Linked DNA regions of Zea mays: region 1 is linked to region 2. The links are chromatin contacts, called in public Hi-C maps. All regions are on one chromosome and are shown on one strand. The core of a region is the stretch at or near the end of the contact, and the rest is flanking DNA. Distances in the headings are between cores, read along the strand shown. Region 1 holds the start of LOC103629799 (ABC transporter A family member 5). Region 2 holds the start of LOC100272577 (IAA23-auxin-responsive Aux/IAA family member).

Region 1 (5,673 bases), core at 1,140-3,639, 280 kb after region 2:
GAACCGTGTATGGGAAAAAACGGACTCGAGGAAGAAAACTCAAACACGCACCCAAAAACAGATTATAAGCTCGCCACAACTAGATAAGAGGCATGACCAAAAAAAAAAACTGACCACGCTGGTGTCTAAACCCCTGGGGGTCAGCGACCTAGCTACAAGATCAATGAGTTTTGAAGTGCCCGCCATGCACCAAATGCTGCATTCACCCCCAAGAGTGCTGATGCTTCTAGATTTCTCATGAAACTAGGATAATGAGGGAATTCAGCCCCTTCAACTCCTTTGGCACTCTTAAGTAATATTTAATTTTTTTTTCCTTGTAGAAAGTAAGATCATTCGTCACACTCGATTAGTAAGGCCCATGGCAAGGAGGTTGGGCCACTTATCTTTTGGGGGGGCCACTATTCTACTAGATGAGTAGATGACAAGGAGTCAAGGAAAGAATACAATACCTTTCTGGGCATTAACAGAACCGACGGTAATTGGGATTGTAACTGAATCACCGGACTTGCACTGTGGTTGAAGAACATATATGGGTCGAGCCGAGATAAAAGCAGGTTCAACGAATCCCGTAGAAGATCCTGGAACATCTGTACCCTGGATTTATATGTTAGAAATTATATTATTTTTTTACATTCATTCTTGGCAAAGTGTTGATAGAAGTACTAGCACAGAGATTTCAACTTACAAGCAAAAGACTTGATATGCTCGTGTAATCAGAAAGATTTAAGAGTGGTGAGCTTGTGAGCAGGTTCTGCATGATACCTGTCAAACAAAGGGGCAAAGTTGAGCAGTTGACTGTTTGAGGAACATGGTTAATAACTAAGAGACAACACTTGCGTCATTGTTACTTGAAGCAAAACATAGATCTTTTTTTAAAAAAAGAATGCATTTCTTACTTATGGACCCAACATTAACCATATCTGGGCAATAAGAGATGGCACGAATTGCTTACTATTAGATAGAGTTGTATTTGCTCCAGCAAAGGGTATACTGGCAGGGCAAGATTGTGTCTTTCTGCATGATGCGTCAGGGAAGCCTGTAAACAAGCCTGAGGAGTCCTGCACGGCGCGATACTCCGGGAGGGGTACTTGCACGAGGGCAGGCCATTTCGGAGGATTTGGAATGGGGCAACTAGGCGCCTGATCCAGCGTGGAGTACTGGATTCCACACACGTTCTGGCAGGGGGCTGTGCTGCCGTTGGCATCGTCGATGCACTTGCAACCACACCTGAACTTTGGCTTGTCTAGGAAGCTGTTGATGACCCTTTGAAGGACGCTGATTATGAGGCAGAGGTATATGGGAACTATGATTAGCCGAATGGTTCCCTTCCTGTTACGTTTCTGCAACGACAAGAAATGGAGGGGGAGCAGCAGCCTGTTAGTTTGACCCATGCATGCAACCAGGATGTAATTGAAGAACAAGTGCCGTGGCACTTTGCCATTAATAACCTGGAAGGATCGCTTGGCGGCGTACGTGTTTTAGGCTTACAAGATGAAAAGCGAAAGAAAAAAAAAACATCAGTACAGTAGAAACTCCAGCGCAGGCCAGGCGGCATCACTGCGTCTTTTGATGTTCAGAAACAAAGTTTCGTACCTTGTGGACAGCGATCTCAATCAATTCTTTTCATTTTGACTTGCAACTAAGTCCCCATCAGTATTGGGACACGTTTGGTTAGGCAGGAATTAGATCAGAGCCCTCTGGATTGACAGGGGAATCGGCTGGTTTTTTTCATTCTCCACAGATATGTTTCGGCCTCATCCCCGTCCTCCCGATTGCCAAAAGGACAATTGGAACAGTTGAAACTATGGGCATACTTACTCCAGTGTCAAAATCGTGGAATAACTATGTCTATGTGGCCCTTCATTCAAATAGGATGGGAATGTAATTCTGAAAAGGGAACAAATAGAATAGCAGGTGGTCACTTCAACCCATGACTTCCTGCAGCACACGACCAAAAGAACATCCTGTGATGACTGTGATCCATAGAAGTCTCTTCGTCAACAGACAAGACAAGAAAGATCGAAACCGCATGCCCATTTGGCAGGTAAAAGTCTTAAATCGAAAGCACCAGAGAAGGAAAAAAAAGGGAGTGAGGGACATGTATAGCCCAGAGCGATTGGGGAGCAGACCTGGAAGATGAGGTTTTTGCGCAGGAGGGCATTGGTCTGCGACGCGAAGCTCGGCGGCCTTGGCGCCCGCGCCGCAGCAGAGGCCGGCTCCATGCCTTGTCGCCCCGGCATTTCTTGGTCCGTCGCTGTTGTTTCCTTTCTCTGTTCTCTCTGCGTGGACCTTTTTTTTTCTCCCTAGAGGCCTCTCTCTCTCTCCGTGGACTTACAACTAATGTAGAGGTCGATGGAGAAGGAAGAGAAGCAGAGCACTGCTATTAGCCGTTAAGATCAGCAGAAGAGGGGCATTTTATAGAGGCGAATGGGCGAGAGATGCTGCTTCCCGACAGGCCGAGGAAAATTTATGTAATTATCGGGTCAACTCTGCTGCTCCTCGCCGACTCCAGCAGTTCACTAAAATTGAGTTTACTAAAAGTTTACTCATAAATATTGTTTTGCACAGTTCTACACTATATACTGCACTGTACATTGTGTGAAATTTAAATACAAGTACAGATATAGATAACCTGTTTTTATCTGAACGAGCTTAGTCGGTGAAAACAAATTTGCCAACTTACGAAATCGTGTCAAACGCGCACAAAAAGTTGCCGCATTTGAAACAGGTCTTGACGCTGCAGGTTTTTGTTTAATTGTTACTATCTCTCGCCTCAACCAATCCTCACGGCGCGTCATAGCAGACTGTTTTTAACGCGCTCACCGTAATAAAACGTCGTCACACGCAAACACACAGAAGATAACAAAAACAACATGCCTTGGCATGCGGAAATTCCACTGTATATCATCGTTTGCTTGTGATCAGGTCAAGTTCATCGCAAATTCGCAACTATGGACTAAAAAATAACACTGTAGCTGTCATGTACTTGCAAGCTTTACTTTCAAGTTTCAACGCGACGCACGTATGCCATCCACCGTCTGACGATTTTGTGGCGAGTCTTGGTTCGTCCGATTCCGAGACCGCTCTTATCCAGAAATTTCCAGTTACGTCACTGTACGCGGTTCGCTGAATTTCGGAGATGATTTCGCACAGTTTATTTTTTTTCCCTCCCCCGTAGCCGGTCACGTGGGCTCAGGGAATAATACTGTAGTAGTATAGTTCATCATCGTTAATGATCAGTCAAAGTTTGTGATACGTGTCGAGATTGTCTTCGGGGCGAAGCGACGGGAACGAGTGTCCACGTATATCCACGTGGGATAGGTTTGCATTTTGAGTTTTGAAGCCCCTGCATTTATACTAGTGTATAACGCGCGCCTGCGCGCGTTGTTTACACCGTTGCGACTTCTTTTTCCAATCGGTCCTTCATGTTACGTTTAGAAGTCCAATGAATGGTCTTATTCGGAGAACACTCACCAAGATAACTTACATTTATGGCTGTCGAAGAAGCATCGCGTGCTTAAAGCAGAAAATCAATATGGTAGAACAGGCATGACATACGGTACAATCTTTCTAGACTAAAAGATGATCAATGACACATATTTGGATTTTTTATCATTATACATTTTTTCCTGAACATGTGTGAGAAATCTACATAGAAGCAGAGCCAAAATGTTCATGTAATAGTTTTAATAAAATACAAACTATACTTTAAGCCATCTAGTACCAACTTGTTTGTGGATAGAAGAACTGCTTACAGATCTCAAACCAAGGCGATGGCATCATCAATAAACAATATTGTATATGATACTATAGTTGTGACCCGCTCTAGGACCTCTGCTATATTGACAAAGCGATCATACCTGCGAAGGACCTCTGCTGTATTGACAAAGCGATCATACCTGCGAAAGACATCATTGGAAAAATCACCACCCATATTGTCGTCCAAGGAATAAAAGGTCGCCAATCACAACATATATTTAAAGCCTAGAGAAAAAGAAGAAGGGTAATCCGAGAAGTCTTGTATGAACTAAACTAAAGAACAAAAAAGAAGATATAAATAACATTTAGAAAAATAAATAGTGAAAATTTGGGAGAAGGTGGTAGTTGAGTGCAGCGCCGAGCCGCAGACTGCGGGCAAGGTGGATGGCAGTTGATACTGGAGTTCACAGGCAGAGAGCTGCTACTTTTGCTTATTTTTTTAACATTTTAACTTGATCCATTGGGCAAACCAAGCGAGTACTACAGAGTAAGAGACGGAAGGGAGACGATAGCCAAGACATTCACCTTATTTTTGGGGCTTCATCGCATCTGAATATATGTTTTTACTATTGTTTATTCAATGAATATTGGGTTTAATTATCAGACATTATTAATTTTAGAGAAGTAACTACAATGTTCTGTTTATACTGAAGACAACAAAAGCAGTTGAGCACAGTTGATTTCGTTTTCTGTTTTTCTAACCGATGAAGAGGAGGCTCGATCTCTTTACCTTTATCATTGGGAGTTTCCTACAATTGTTAAACAGCAATGAGTGAGCTGCATATATATGTATTAAAGAGGTTATTGAAATGAAATGTCAATATGTTTTTAAAACTGTCATGTTACCAGTAGGATACTGTCCAGCTCCTTATTTCCTTAAAAATGCTATAAAAAATCTGATACTTTGGTTATAGGTCTGCACCATGCAGGATGATGGCTTGAAATGCACTGATGTCCCATAGATCTTTTTAAAGTGTTTGCTTGTCATTTGCAGCCCCTATTGAAGTGCACTCTGGAATTGGCTTTTGCCATGGATCCATATCGTATCTAAGGAAAAGGACTGCATGTCAGAGCAAATAATACAGATATAAATGGAATTTGAAAAGGGAAAAATGAAATGGGAAACCTGCTACTACTATAGTAACCAACAGATCAAGATCCCCAATCCAAAGGAGAATAAAGTCATTTCTTACTGAATTGATCACGAACCTAAGCTTTTCATAAGCCTAGAATGGTTGAATTAATGCAGCCAGTAGAAATTCCCAAGCCTTTAGCACGGCAAGTAACTTGAGATCCAACCTTTCGAAGTCCAAGAATAGCCAAAGTTTTTCCCCCAAGAGATTCTCCAACATGCTTGTCGCGCTGCCATTTATTTGTGCAATATTCAATGCAGCAAGTAAGCTTTCACAGAGCAGCGTTGAACTATTGATGGATTAAGTTTTCACAATTTTGGTCCACGGAACTATTGATGGATTAAGTTTTCACAATTTTGGTCCACGGCGAATCTTTATCCCCTCGATTAAACAACCCCAGCAATAAAAAAAAGAGTTGTTTTTTGTATTCTTTCTCTTTCACCAAAGTCACTGATCCTTTTGTTCCTCATTATCTCCATCACCTAATGCAGCATCAGTAGGCAGGCACGCATCCATCAAACCGAGACCTGTTTGTTATTCTAAGCCTCTAGGTACGGCGGTGGTGCTCATCTCATGCACCAGCAGCAATAAACAAAGCCGAGAGCTGGGAGGTTTGGAGTCATCAACTGACCGGTCGGGTTGAGAGATTTGCTTAGCGACAGTGACGCCTGTCCGGCGGCGACAGTGACCTTTGGATGCTTGGGTTGGGTTGGCGCCACAGGATCGTTCATTTAGCTGCTCGTACAAGGTATTGATGTGGCGCCACTGGATCCTCTCACCA
Region 2 (5,891 bases), core at 2,479-4,978:
GTAACCAAAATACGATCCAACTTTTCGAAAGTTGGGTGTGGAAGGTTATTGGCCCAAGTGAATTGTCTCCCTGTCATGTTAAGCTCCTTAAGGTTTAACCCGTCAACAACGGCATTGAACAAAAAATGCCATCTTCGTACTGTCCTAAACGGCCAATGATACTCACCAATAGCACTGTCGGTTCAAGTGACATCCTGACAAATGATATCCATGGATGACACTAAAGAGTGATGCTTTGATCCGGCATGTCGTGCCTCGCTGATAGACCACCCCTCACTATCGATTAACACTTGCTAGTATGAATTCTAGCAACGATGTGAGGTTTCAACCCAACAGCGATTACGGGTTCTGCTACATCACTGCCATGAAAATCATAAGATTTAACCATGGTGTTTGGATTCAATACCTCTAGTTTGATTTTATTTTTCCTTTTCGATGATACTTTTGGTAATGTCAAGACTTACTGAAACAACAAGATAGAGCAACTTGTCGGGCTTGTGGCTATGATGAAATAAAGAACCTGATCAGATGGCTGGATGTAGAGCATGGTGAGTCGATAAGAGAAGCTAGAGCGCCTTAGGAATCAAAAGTCATTTGATTACTTTTAGGGCCCGTTTGTTTCATTGGAATTGAATTCCATTTTAATAATTATAATTTAGATAAAACTAATTAAGTTTATATATTTATATATGTAATATATTTGTATATTATTCTAAATCATATGAGAGAGATAGTTATATACTATATTTATGTTATAGAGGCGCAAGTAGAAGAATGTGCTATAAGTTGTACATCAGAAAAATAGCATGTAAATCTATAGAATCAATTTCCATCTCTCACCCTATGAATTTGAGGTAGGCTTATATGATAACTTTGAAAACTGGTGGAATGTCATATTCTAAAAAAAATAGCTTATTTCATTAGTAAGATTCCAATTCCTCGAAATGATAGGAAACAAACGGGGCCTTATGGGTGTGGCCATATATTTGCGTAATAACTTACATAGACTCTTTGATTTAATCTAAGCTATTAGCTCATTGTAAATTCTGCACGGTGTAGATTATTTTCTTCATATACAACATGGCAATATCCATCAGTAAGTTTTTTTTTCAGATTAATATGGTAAAAAAAACTTTACCGAGTCTACGATTGTTTTATTTGTACGTGTGAGCAGTGTCGATTCTCGTGGAAAAAGACACGCCTTTTTTTGACCTTAAAAAAGACACGCCTATTGCATCCAGGGCATGCTTCTAGTGAAAGACATCGTTGCAGGAACAGCCGGTATACAGACGACGATATTTTGGTAGTGGACATTACCATCGGAACGAGACTGCGCTGGAGATCGGTCCTGCAGGAAACAGGCTAAAACGATGGATAAAAAATCGGAGCTGGGCAGCTGGCGGAGCTAAACAACTGGCTGAAATCGAAATGACTCTTGGAGGAAATCTGAACTGCATGTTCAGTTCAGAGAAAACATGTACTAGTATCTGAGCTTCGACTTAAGATAGCCTTTCTGACAACACAATTCTGAACATTTCAGGGAGTTTTAATTATTCATAGGCCCTGTCTGTATTAGCTAAGAAAAATCAGCTGAAAGTTAATGATCGAAATAGGGATCTCATCTAACTTTTGGGAGCTATAACTGTTAGCTGAATAGATCCAAAAGGACCCATAAGACAAAACATTGAAGACGATATATCTTAGGGCTAAATCGAGTGCAAGTTATGTGAACTGCAAGGCCAGTTCCCGGACGAGCAAGTGAACAGCAGATTTAGGCAGCTGGAGCTGGACCTTTCAACGTTCCAATTCGGCTTCAGTCTCCGCGCCACTTTCTTCAGTGGATCAACTGTCCGAACTGCCGCAATCCAAGCACACAATTTCCCAGTTCCCACTAGGCCACTACCATTCCCCCCCTAATTTTCCACAACAATCGCAATCCAAATTCTGTCGGAGCTCAGAATTTTCCAGACAATGGAAATAGACAGGAGGGCTCTTCGTTTCAGCTTAAATCCAGCTGTTCGGACTGCTATAATCTATAGAGACAAAACACTCTATAATCAATAGAAGTCGGTATAAATTAAAGCCAAACGACCAGACGATCAGGCTGCCGCCGAAACTACAAGAACAGAGACAGATCGTACTTGTATTCTTTGACCTTATACAATGGAAACAGCACACAGCATGTACCATGTTCGTGTATACATGGATCCCTCGAGAGTCGAGACAAGACGACCGAGGGCCGAAGACTGAAACGGAAACCAAAGCCAAGTATGAAAGAACACACGGAAACGGAGCTACTAGTGTGCTAGCGCCGCCTCCTCGCCGGCGTCGTCCAAAAACCAAACCGTCCGGCCGAGAGGGAGGGGCACTCGAAACTGAAAAAGTTTTCCATGGGGGCGTGTGTGGTGTGGCCTGTACAGAACACACAGCAACAGACTGAACCCTCACCCTACGTACGGTGTATGACGTGTGCATGGAGGACCTGAGCAGCCAAGCCTCTTCCAGCACACACTCTGTGAACTAATTCGGAGAGATAAGCCGCGTAGGGCATATGGCGTCCACACCAACAACAATCACTGCCGGGATGATGTCCTCGGAGCTGCATCAAGCAACGCAAAGAAGAAATGTTAGTACTTTACTTATACGACGATATCTTGTAGCGTCTTGTAGTAGTAGTAGCTAGGACATGCATGGATTTGGGGTCTTGTCTTACATAGGTTGACGGCCTCGGAGCTCTTCATGAGGCGGATCCTCTTGCACGAGTCCACGAACATCCTGCGTTCATGTGTGTGTGAGAGAGGGATCAGCACACTTGGCAGAGCAACAGGTATTCCACGGACCGATTTGGACTGGATGGGGAGCAGACTATAGCAGGAACAAGCTCGAGGTCAGGTAGGTGGGTACGGTGAATTACTTGAAGGGGACGTCTCCGACGAGCATCCAGTCGCCGTCCTTGTCCTCGTAGGTGGGCATGTACTCGGCGGCGGTGTCGATCCGCCCCGCCCCGTCGGCTCCGGCTCCGGCAACGAGGCAGGAGGCGAACATGCCGTGGAGCGCGCGGAGCAGGGCCGCGTACCCGTCGTGCGCCGCGAGGTCCACCTTCCGCAGGTACGGCGCGCCGTCCACGGCCACCTTCACGAGCCTGGCCTCGTCGCGCAGCGCGTTGCGCCGGTACGCGCGGACCGGCGGCCAGCCCACGGCCCGCGCCCTGCAGCACGTGACGTCGGTCAGCAAAAGCGGTCCGTGGGCGTCGTGTCGTGTGTCCAGTTGTCGTCCACACGCGGAGAGGAATAAAGAGAAGGGAAGGGAGAGGGAGAGGGAGACTTTGGGGATGGCGGCTTGTCGTGGTCGGCGTGGGCGCGCTTGCGATCGGCGGCGGGCTCGGCGGAGGAGCCCGGGAGCGCGAGGGTGAGCGCCGTGTCGTCGTAGTCGAGGCCGGACACGGCCGGGGAAGCCGCGGAGTTGGTCGAGCTCGCCGACATCACTGGATGCGCCTGTTCCGGGTTTCTTCTCTCTGAGTTTCTGAGGTCCTGCTGCATCGTTCGTTCGTCCGGCTCCGGCCGATAAGCTTTGCTTGGTCAGGCCGGCGGGCCGCGCAGCGCAGAGGACGAACGCGGCTGCTCCTGCTCCTGCTGCTCCGAGGGGAGGAGAGGGAACAGGGACCGGCCGGCCGGGCGGCGCGGGAGAAGGACGTTGCGCGGTCGCTGTCGGAGGCGAGTGCGTGCGTGCGGTGTACTGGAATGGAAGACGAGCTTGGCTGCTTGGGGTGGCCGCTTGCCTATAAAGATGCGCGCGCGGTCGTCGTCGTCGTCTGGTGTGGTGCCGCGTACGTGCGCGTGGGAGAAGTGCATTGGGCGGCAGCAGCACCTTGTGGGGTCGGGAATTTCACCGCTCTTCTGGTGGCCATTTGTTCAGAGCATCTATAGCAGAATATATATATTTTTTAACATACGTCAAGTCAAGAGATTATCTACTCAGTCAGGACAGTGCAACATCATTAGATATCTCTTGATATCTATCCAGAAATGAAGTGCAAAAATTAGAATAGTTCGTTTTGTGTTAACTAGTAGGAAAAGTTTGGTTCGATGAACTGCAAAGTGATTCCATAAAATGTCTGAAAATCGACGGACAAGACGATCCGGCCGACAGGTGGCGCGGCGGAGGCACGTGAGACCCACCCGTCAGGATCCGGGGCCGCAGGAGGCGTCGCAGTGGCAGTGGCAGTGGGCGAAGGCGAACCCGATGCAGCAGGGCAGGCAGTTGGCATGTCGGCGCGCTGTCCCCTGCTCGCCTTTCGACGACAGGCGAACCCGATGCGGCGTCCGCGCGCGTCTCGTCTCGGTGTCGGCCGCCGGGCGGTCGAGTGGGTGGGTGGGTGGGTGGGCGGGCGTTGGTGCGGCAGGACGCAGGAGGGGACGCACCCAGGAGCCGAGCCGACCAGTCAGCCCCCAGCCGACGGCGCGGCTTCGGTTCTGCTGCCTTGTGGCTGACTGTGTTGTGTGCGCGCGGTTTCCTCCGTTTGTGCTCGGCAGCATCCGCTTGCTGACTTCAATTTCATGCAATGCACACATGCAATAGAATACTACTAGTACCTACTAGTACTAGAGTACTACTACTACGCGCAAACACCAACAACCACCCCCCCCCCCCCCCCCCCCATATGCAATGCATGCATGTGTGAATGAGCCCTGCAGAGCCGCGGCACAAAGTCACGTCTGAAGAGAGAGATATCCGTGATGCTGCTGATTTTCCAGCTTTTGATTGACCAGCATTGGCAAACCTGGACACAAGGGGCCATTTCGGTAAAGGTACTGTTTAGCACCTTTTTGAGCTGCGGTCCGGACAGTCCGCGCCTGCGCAGAGCAGTTTAGGGTTCCGAGTTTTGTGCTAAATTTGTTGGCTAGATTTACGGAATTTGCTCGGAATCCAGTCGTGCAAAGGATTCAGCCCCCCTCCTCTATAAAAAGAGAGGTCTACGGTCGATTTGGAATCATCAATCGAATAAATACAACTTCTATTTCACATTTTATCCTAAGAGTAGTTCTAGTCTAGTTTAGGTTTAGCCTCTCGATCTCCAAATTCTTCGCCTCTCTTCGACTCTACGCCGATTAGAGGAGTCTAGGTCGGCCGGTCCGAACCTAGACAACCCCTAGGATCTCTCCTCCCCGACGGGGTCCCTCCTGGGAGCGAGATCCAGGCCGTCGCCGACGACTTCCGCCGCCCCTGCGCACGCGCGGACCGTCCAGTTGTCAGGCAGAGGACCCGAGTCCTGCGACAGGTCGCGGACCGTCTACGCCTGACCAGAAAGCACCACCGTCGGTTCTTTTTGAATATTTGGCGCTCCGAAAAAGCGTCAACAGTTACGTACGTAGTGGGAGCACTAGGTAGTGGCCGGGCACCAGGAAATGTTCCGTCCCCCCACGATACGAACGAATCGCGCGGAACCATAAGAAAAGTGAATGGGGGCGGATCACGCACGATTTGACCGGAACTTAAACTAGGCGAAAGCGCAGGGGTTTTGGCCGAAAGCGTAGCGAATGGAGGCCATTACGGAATAGATTAAGCGGATGTACTTTGTGGATATGCACGCATCTCGGCCGGGTGAAATTCGGGAGGACGTTGACGGTGGCGGCCAGCAGCTTTTTTTTTCCCTCCGTGTGGACAAGCCTTGTCTTGGCAAAGCTTTTTTTTTATCAAAGAGGAAATAAATGAGAGTTACAAGACGTCGTTACGAGAATGCGCGCGCTCTCGTGACAGCGCGCGGCTACGTACCAGGGTGCTCCCGTAATAAAGCAGGTCGCAAGCCACAAGGTAGCTAGCTAGATTTACAAGCGGCCTAGAGCAAATTAAAAGCAGCAAACAGCTAGCAGAAAAGAAAAAAAAAGCAGTGA

Evidence for each region. Hi-C and Micro-C count contacts between places; a contact is called where the count stands out from the background.
Region 1: a Hi-C map of leaf shows a contact between it and region 2, with 8 times the contacts expected there. The contact joins the promoter of LOC103629799 here to the promoter of LOC100272577 in region 2. A contact is called at or near these places in 2 of 25 Hi-C or Micro-C datasets (bundle sheath and leaf).

Annotation. Positions count from the first base shown.
Region 1 is chr6:113,656,734-113,662,406 of Zm-B73-REFERENCE-NAM-5.0, forward strand. It overlaps LOC103629799 (ABC transporter A family member 5), which reads right to left and starts at 2,390. Exons shown (of 18, transcript XM_008650909.3): 1 at 2,130-2,390; 2 at 953-1,340; 3 at 686-762; 4 at 450-594. The coding sequence starts at 2,240.
Region 2 is chr6:113,374,714-113,380,604 of Zm-B73-REFERENCE-NAM-5.0, forward strand. LOC100272577 (IAA23-auxin-responsive Aux/IAA family member) reads right to left here and starts at 3,729. Exons shown (of 4, transcript NM_001147042.1): 1 at 3,325-3,729; 2 at 2,915-3,208; 3 at 2,714-2,775; 4 at 2,054-2,599. The coding sequence starts at 3,539. The coding sequence ends at 2,574.